Regions from separate parts of the Mus musculus genome. Here region 2 is linked to region 1. A link is a contact called in public Hi-C data. All regions are on one chromosome and are shown on one strand. Each heading gives the region's core, a stretch centred on a gene start, on an enhancer-like site or on the middle of the called end of the contact. The rest is flanking DNA. Distances are from core to core; before and after follow the strand shown.

Evidence for each region. Hi-C and Micro-C count contacts between places; a contact is called where the count stands out from the background.
Region 2: a contact with region 1 is called in a Hi-C map of the N1E-115 cell line, with 2.4 times the contacts expected there. The contact joins two enhancer-like sites. A contact is called at or near these places in 5 of 484 Hi-C or Micro-C datasets (the 3T3-L1 cell line, the HPC-7 cell line, the N1E-115 cell line and 2 more) and 1 of 115 datasets of contacts at active chromatin or transcription factors (embryonic stem cells).

What each region holds. Positions count from the first base shown.
Region 1 is chr1:78,005,818-78,010,142 of GRCm38.p6, forward strand. No RefSeq gene overlaps it. Among named protein-coding and RNA genes, the nearest start is that of Gm26263, 110 kb to the left of the region's middle. Within about 2 kb of position 2,119, at least 8 of the 459 cell types and tissues checked have an H3K27ac peak or open chromatin away from gene starts, as enhancers often do. A contact at or near this core is called in the N1E-115 cell line, where this site is marked.
Region 2 is chr1:78,145,357-78,149,681 of GRCm38.p6, forward strand. The region is part of intron 4 of Pax3 (paired box 3); the gene reads right to left. Among named protein-coding and RNA genes, the nearest start is that of Pax3, 50 kb to the right of the region's middle. Within about 2 kb of position 1,850, at least 14 of the 459 cell types and tissues checked have an H3K27ac peak or open chromatin away from gene starts, as enhancers often do. A contact at or near this core is called in the N1E-115 cell line, where this site is marked.

The DNA of each region.
Region 1 (4,325 bases), core at 869-3,368:
TATATATGTATATATATATATATATATATATATATATATATATATATATATAAAATGCCCTCCACATCTTCATTTAATTAACCAAACTTATTTCATATAGGCTGATACTGTCTTCTTGCTACACTTTGCTCTTTGCTATAGATCTCCCAGACATAGGCCCTTCCTTGAAGCACTCAGCCTCAGTGTACAAGATTATTTATCAATTAAACTTATATGACTTTAAGTTAACTGTGAGGAAACCTGTTGAGGAAAAGTCAGTGTCAATTCATGCCTTTTTTTTTTTAACACTGAAGCCTAGGAAACACTTTGCAAATCATAACAGCTGAAGACACCATTCCCCACACGTCCTATTACCTTAATTTTTTTTTAGTGCTGCTTTTCAAATATTTCATTTCTACCTATGCCCAACTCACTTTTGAATATTTATATTTATTTATGTATGGACTAAAATGTGGGCCCTGGTAAGCATATCATAACACCTGCAAAAGGTTCCCAATCAGGCAGCACTCCAGCAGCCATGTTTTAGAGTCAGGCTGTTGCAAATTCTCCAAGAACAACTGTGGATCTCGTCCTTGAGCAATCCCACCGGTGCATAGGAGAGAGCCCTGGCCAGCACACAGGAAGGGGCCAAAAAAAGAGACAAAATGGCAGTCTTCAGCATCATTGACATTTATGTGAAACAACTGTGACCAGAAAGACCCAGATAAATCTCTCAGCACTGATACAACCATATAAGGTATCCCTGCCCCGTGTTTTTAATGTCTTTTCTATTTCCTAGGTACTGCGAAGGGTTGCCAGGAGCACTAGGGAAAAGAAAGCATTCTCTCGGCAGCCACGTAAAATATTTTCAAGAGAATGCAAAGGTTTTAGAAACTCTTTCCATACTCCCAGATCTTCCTAATTATACAAAATATCAAAACACTTGGGAAAACAGCAAAACTTCTGATCATCTTAAGTTTCTATTTCCCAAGTGGGCCTTGGGGTTGGACTTTCTCAGAGCCTCTCAAGGTTTCACTGGAAAGGTCTCTGCCAGACACTGCTTAGCTGGCATGCTTCTCACGGGATTCAAGAAAAACAATTACCCTACTACGACTAAAATAAAATATTTTGTGGCAGTGTTCACTGCTAAAAGACAAGCACAAATATCCAGAATGGGAGCATATTGTAGGTGGTTATGGAAGATTGACAGGATGCTCCACCCAATCAGCTGATGATCAAAAGACACCCCATCTAGCCGTCCAGCTATCCAGCCGTCCAGCCATCTCCACTGCCAGGCCAGCGTGGTCTCCCTCCCCACTCAGCATCCATCACGTCCTCTCATTTCCCAGAGCAATCCTGCATAATATCTTTTCATGTTTGTTTTGAAAGCTAGAAATGTTGTTTTCTATATGCTGTGTTTCCCACATGGCATGCGTGCCGTGTGGTGTGCAATTTGAAGCTTTTCAGCTAATCCTTCCAAACGCACAGGTGGGTGAGATGCTGGAAGACTGCACCCCAAGAGGACGTGTGTTTAAGCAGTTCAAGATTTCTGAACGTGGAGATTATGTCATTATTCAAATTTCCATTTCGGGAGAGATGATTAAATCATTCCATCCTGATGATTGTTGTGTAGCTAAATAAACTTCCCAAGTGTCCTTGGTATTTGCCTAAATTGGTTGTGAAAGGCAGATCTAGTTTCTATTTGTAAAGAGTTTCTTGAAGTTTCTTTCAATCTCACAAAACCAATCCAAAACGTGGAAAATTAGGAGCAGAAAACTCTGAAGGTCTTTAGGCTTCAAGAGAGCATCAAGGAAGCCATCGATATGTGCCTTTTATAGGATGAAGTACAACGGAGGATACAGGACCCAGGCAGGAGGAGATGAAGATAAGAGGTTAGCTGTATCAGTATAGAGGAGGAGGCAGCAACTGGGCCATGTCCCTTCTCTCAGAATAGCCCCTCACTAAGCCCCTTTTCGCCTCCTCATCCTCAAGAGTTTAGTGAAAGGAGATGCTGAAGGGAGATTTTTTTCCCCCTGCAACCTCCCGTGTCATGAAACTGAGAAGCAACAGGAAAGAGATCCCCCATCGCATCCCATACAAACAAACACAAGCAAACACCACCGTATCGCAAGAGATTTTGTGTCTCCACATCACCAACCTGCCACCAATGCTGGTGGCACGCTAGCTTTGAGAGATGTTTAATAACACAGAGTTCTAAAACAGAAAAAGAGCTCAGGAGGCAACAAATTCGCCAAAAGGGAAAATGAAACCACCAAAGAAGTCATGGAATTCCTTGATAGTCCCCATAAGGTGACGTAACCTACCCTCCGATCTCCCACTTGGATATTTAAACTTAATGTCTCAGACAGGAGGGTCACAGAAGACAGAGGTGTTGATACATTTCTCATGCTCTCTCCTGATCCTTCGTCTCTCTCTCTCTCTCTCTCTCTCTCTCTCTCTCTCTCTCCCTCTCCTCTTGACCACTTATATTCACTTTCTCCTTCACTGTAGCCAGAGACCAAGAAGCAGACTCCAGTTTCCCTAGAACAGATCAATCCTAACAACAATTTACTCTCATGGATGAAAATCCCATTTTCCTCTATGAGGGACTGCTCAGTCAGAAGGCCATGTGGGCCCAATTTGAAAGAAATGGGAAAAAGAAACCAGCCACATCCACTGAGAGCCTGAGGAGCAGGCTGTCCAAGAACAGGGGGGTGGGGGTGGGGGACCAGCATGTACTATGCTTCTAAATTTTATAAGGATTTAGAAGAGCAGAAGAAAATAGCGAAATAATAATTTGGTGCTTAGAGGCTGTGGCTCAAAAAAAATTACAATATTGAATTATAGCAATATGGGATGGTTGCCAAAACTAAGTTTCTTTCTTTTTCTTTTTCTTTTTTTCTTTTTCTTTTTCTTTTTTTTTTTTTCTCCTTCTTTCTTTTTTTTTTTTTAATTTGGCCTTTAAGCCATTTAACAGAAAGATTCCTTTAAAATAATCTATCTATAAAAAATGGAAGCTCACAGAGCTCTTAGAGCTTAAAAGTTACAGACAAAGGAAGCAACTGAAGTGCCTCTCCTGATCGCACCTTAGACTCCTGAGGTCTGCAGAGAGACTGCAAAAGAGCGCCCCCGCATGGACATAGTGAGACGCAGCCTCTGTCGTAGGCACACGGGTGCGCAGTGTAGTTAGAAAAGTGTCCACAATCTCAGGCAAGGACCACACAGTGATGGCAGCCATTTTCCCTGTGAAAAAGTAGCTGTGAAGGGAAGCAGGATATTGACTTAGTAAGCCCACTTCTCTTCTTTCTCTCCCATGGCTTTGAGCTATTTTGTTTTCTCTGGTGTGTGTCCAAGGTAATAGGACCGGTTTCTGCAAATCGCACTGGAAAGGCGGCCCTGGGTACTTTGCATGCCTCGAGTTTGCAGAGGGCTCGTGGAAGCGGCAACAGGTGGGTCTTATTGAGGTTTACAGAAGCAGTCCTGGGGAGGCAGCGTGCCAAGTGTCAGCTCTGCGTTCCATAAATATGCATACATTAGCGTTTAAGATCTCCCTGCATGAATCAGGGTTATTCTATTCTGAAGCACATAAAATTTCATGTGAATTCCATTTTGGTGGGACTTGAAATATACCGCTCACTGACAGTACATTTTCTCATCCGATACCCACAGTAGATTTTATTTAGCATTTAACAATATCATGATTGACTTGTTAATAAAAACTCTCTTATTTCAGATGGGTCATAAATCAGACTGAATCTTTGAAGAGCTGTGCAAACAAGCGAGGAAGGATCCAAGATGACTGTATATTTCTAGTCTCTATTCAGTTTGGTCCCTGATGCTGGCATGATGGCATGTTAAAATTTTGGAGAGAACTTTCAAAGTGAAAAAGTGTCCATTGGCTCATTTTACCAGAAAGGAAGAAAGAAAGAAAGAAAGAAAGAAAGAAAGAGAGAGAGAGAGAGAGAGAGAGAGAGAGAGAGAGAGAGAGAAAGATAAGAAAGAGAAAGAAAAAAGGAAGGAAGAAAGAGAAAGAAAGAAAGAAAGAAAGAAAGGGAAAAGAAAAGAGAAGAGAAGAGAAGAGAAGAGAAGAGAAGAGAAAAGAGAAGAGAGATATAGAATTTTCTAGTTCATAATCCATTTCCTTCATTTTGTGTACTTAGTGCATATCAAACACACAGCCTTCAACATTTTCTGTGACTGAGACAGGATTCTGCCTAGGAATGTAGACACTGAGCAAGTCTGAAGACGATGCAGGCAGTCTAGGGAATAGAATTCCCCGCGTGCTGCGGTCCCTCACTGTGCTGTTATGGTTCATTAACTGTTATGTTAAAGAAAGCTACAGAGTT
Region 2 (4,325 bases), core at 600-3,099, 140 kb after region 1:
TCGTTTTTGTGTTTATGGGGAGAAACTTTAGGTTTTGGTGGTAATTATATACAATTTTTATTTTTTTTATCTTAAGCAGATTGCTGTTGTTTTAGTTTTAAGTGGGTTTTGTTTTATTTTGTTTGAGACACGTTTTAATCTTATATCTATTGAAACAGAGCAACAGGAGATAAAATGGAGCACAGTTTTGAACAATTTCTATCAGGTCATTCTGATTAGCTACCACGGCCACTTGGGAATGGGGTCAGCTACTCAACTCCAGAAGGCGAGGTGAAGACTTTGTAAGTCACCTTCTATTTATGAGTGACGCTGGCAAGGTCATTTCTATCTGCGTTGTCTTTTTAGGAGACATCTTGTAGAACCAGAAGGAAGTGGATATGTGGAAGAGGGCAAAAGGAGGTACAGAAGCAAGAAGCAAGAAAGGAGGGAGAAAGAGAGAGGGAAGGAAGAAAGGAGGGAGGAATAGAGGGAGGGAAAGAGGAGAGAAAGGAGAGAGAGAAGGAGGGAGTGGAGGAGGGAGGGATGGAGAGACGAAGAGGAAAAAGAGAAGGGGGAGAGAAAGTGAAAGAGGAGCAGAGAGGAGGGGAGACGATTAGAGTCTTTTTATTTCTAGAAAATAATTAATAGTAAGGCAATAAATAAGTGGTTTCAGAGTCAGTAGACTGACCACAGCCATATTTTTTTTTCTCCATCAGTTTCTGAGAACAACTGTTTTGGAGTTAGCATAGTGTGTCTGTTCCAAAGAAGGAGGATTAGAAATTTGAGAGCCTGATGTGTCCTGGTCCAAAAAAAATGGTCCCACCCATAGCCTCCAGTGACCTGACTATAGTCACTCAGGGATCTATCAGGACAGAAGCCAGAATTTAAAGATACCACTGCATGGTGCAGTTTACAGTCTAGTCTCATTGTTCATCTCCAAAGTGTCATGAGCAAAGTTATAAATTATGATATTTCACTATTTCTGTTCCCATATTATAAAAAAAAACATTATAAAAGAAAATCCAGGTGGTGTCTGAAAATCAGAAACAACAGCAGCAGCAGCATGAAGAACAACCAGTATGATTTTAAACTAGATGATTAAATCATATAAATGGATGACAGAGCCACACAACATAGGGTCAGACTACAGCACTGTGTTTTTATCCGCTCTTTGGTTTTGTGTATATTGTTAATAACATGTAAGGTTTTTTTAAAGCTTTCTTGACAAGGGGCATGCTATAAAACAAACGAAAGTCTTCCAGCAACCCACAAAAGAATCGACTTTTGTTATTTTAGGAGTAACTGGAGATGTGTCAGAGTTGGTGTTCGTATTTTGAGGCTGTGGAGCACCTCTCCCCTATGTCCCCAACACCTACAGCTGCAGTTAATGCGCAGTTAATGGGATCCGTACTCACCTCTGTTGGAGGGCAACCAGAAAGATGCTTCTATAGTGAGGGTATGGAACCTGTCCAAATGAGCATGCTCATTCACCTCTCCTAGCCTCCCTACACATAGGCCACAGCTTTAAGGCCTGAGTCATCAGAGGTGACTGTTAATTACGGCCATCCCTCCCTATCCCCCATTTCTAGCAGGGTTGCAATTATGTGGGAGGAGTGCTCTCCAGCCGCCTTCTTCTTCAGAATAGAAGAAGCCAGAACAGGAAGAGTGTGTTAATGACCTGTGTAAGCCTGAGCCCAGTGGCTAGTGAAGGAAGACAACAGCCCCGATAATTAGCAACATAATTAAATGGCAAGAAGAAAACCAGGGACTGACCACAATTTCAAATTGCTTTCTATAGGCTCTCTCAAGGCACTCTTGTTTTATCCTGAAGGCTGCTTGTCCTAAAACTTTAAAAATCACCTCAAGGATTGTCAGGGACTCTTCTGAAAGTATACATCGAACCACAACATGGAGGTTTGGTGAATTGAAAGAGATTCCTCATGCCTCCTTAAATTCCCTACCTAGACCTTCCGATTCTAATCTCTATCTATCTCCACTTTACCTCACAGTCAAATCAGTAATTGGCTTGGACTGGATGGTTCATTGACTTCTATTCTTCAGTCAGCAGCAGCAGCAAGTACCTCCTTCCACCAAAGAAGCCCCAGCTCAGGACTTAAGGAAATAAATCGAAGTGTATTGCACTCGACTGCGCTCCAGAAAAAAAATAAAAATCATGCACACACATACACACATACACACACAACCACACAACCACACACACACACCACACACACCACACAACCACACAACCACACACACACACGACACACACATACGCACATACACTGTATCAATCATTTTAAGAACTAATCTTTATAATAAGGTTATTTTTTATTTCTTCTATCTAAAGTTTCGTTTCCCCTTAGCTCTTCATATAGCCTTGTGGGCTAGAGGTTCCCATCTTGTTTTTTTTTTTTTAAATGAAGCTGATACTTGATGTATTTAAAAGAAACTTGCTCAAAATTTCAGCAAGTCAGCTAGATAATAGAGTTACAAAAATAAGCCATCTTCACTCAAACACAGCCAGAAATTATATGGGGTCCTCTATTCCTTTGTATCAATCACAGATTTTGTCTTTTCATTCAAATCCTACCTATGGTCAAATAATGATCATTAGTAATCAATTTTATAAGAAATAAAATTAATATTTGAGTATTATTAGCTTTAAAATGTAGAGGGCTAATGATTACCATAAAACTGAGCATGTAGACAAAACTTTTGGTATGCTTTTAATTTATCAGTGGACTAGAACAAACTGACTTCCAGAAACCTTTGTGTGACTGTCCAAAAGACCAAGGCTTAGTCACATCTTGGCTCCTAGCCTGCCCTACTGTGTCCCTAGCCCAGAATTTCTTTCTGCCTGTCTTTATCACAGTGTTGTATGTAGCCCTAAAAACCTAGTTCCATAGTCTTACCTGGACTGACCAGCCACTAAAGACCTCCCTCCTCTCCTTCCCTCTCTCCTCCCTGCTTGTTCTCTCCCTCCCTCCCTCCCTCCTTTGCTCTCCCTGTCTCCCTTCCTTGAACTGCCAAGAACATTAGTATTTCCCATGTGTGTGCCAACTTTCCTTCCTCATTGAACTGTGACTAAAACTTACATGTCAACTCTTGATGCGACCAGGTTCATTTCTCTGATTGGCCACTTCCTTGAATTTGTACAAGGTTTTGGCTCTGTGTCCCCAGGGGTACTTGTTTCATTTTCAAGAGTCAAACAGTCAAAGCAACTAGGAAGCTTAGAGGAGGGGGGAAAAAAAACCAAAATCCAACCACGGGGCTCTGCTCCCTGCTATCAGGTTTAGAGGGAACTTGTCTCCTTGCTTGGCGGTTGAATAATTTTGCAAACTATTACAATGATCCAAGGTCATTCTAAGAGAAATGGCTTTGCATATCAGAGCTCGCTGGCTGTTTTGACTGTACACTGCCAGAGAGTTCTCAGAAGAGGGACGGGCTGATGGTATCATATGGCATCAGAAAAGGGGTATGCTCTATTCTAATCTTTCAGAGGACTGCAGGTCATTTTAGAGGCAACCCAGATTACAGGTACAGATGCTCTTCTGCTCTTCTCTGTTTCAGCAGTTGCCAGGAAGGGGGAAGTGTGAGGGTGTTTCTAGAAGGGTCACAAAAAAATGCTTCCCCTCACCACCACCGTTCTTTCCTTAAACTAAAGAGGAGGTAGGTATGTGAGCCCTTACACTGGACAGAACACAAGGGCCGAATGTGGTGGTGTAATCTCAGAAGTAGGGAGGCAGAAACAGAAAGGCTAGGATTTCAAGATCACCCTAGGCTACCTAGCAAGTTTGAGGCCAGCTCAGGCTAAGAGACCCCATTTAAAAAAACAAAAAATCCCTAGAGGGTATGAGACCTTCTGATTTCAGACAGTTGCCTATGTTTGTCACAGACTTCTAGTTTCTTTCTTTGAATGAGGGAAGATACCAGCAGAAGCACCTTACCCTCAAGGAAGTAAACTGTCCCTTGTCTCCAGCTTTACAACTTAAGCACTTTTTTTGTACCAACCTCCAGTATCCTACATATCTGTCAACTGTCCCTTGTCTCCAGTTTTATGACTTAAGCACTTTTTTTTGTTGTTTGTTTTTGCACCAACCTCCAGTATCCTACATATCTGTCAACGAGGATGTGTTTCTTCTATTTCAAAACAAATTGAAAACGTTCCAGTCTGCTATCAGAAGAAAATCCATATTTTGTTTTGTTTTGTTTTGTTTTGTTTTGTTTTGTTTTGTTTTTTGTTTGGGAGGGGTGTGCTAAAGCTTTTATAATTTGTGGATCCCTTTTCAAGGAGGTGAAAACTAGCATCCGGCTCAATCTCACCTGGATTATCTAGTAGAACC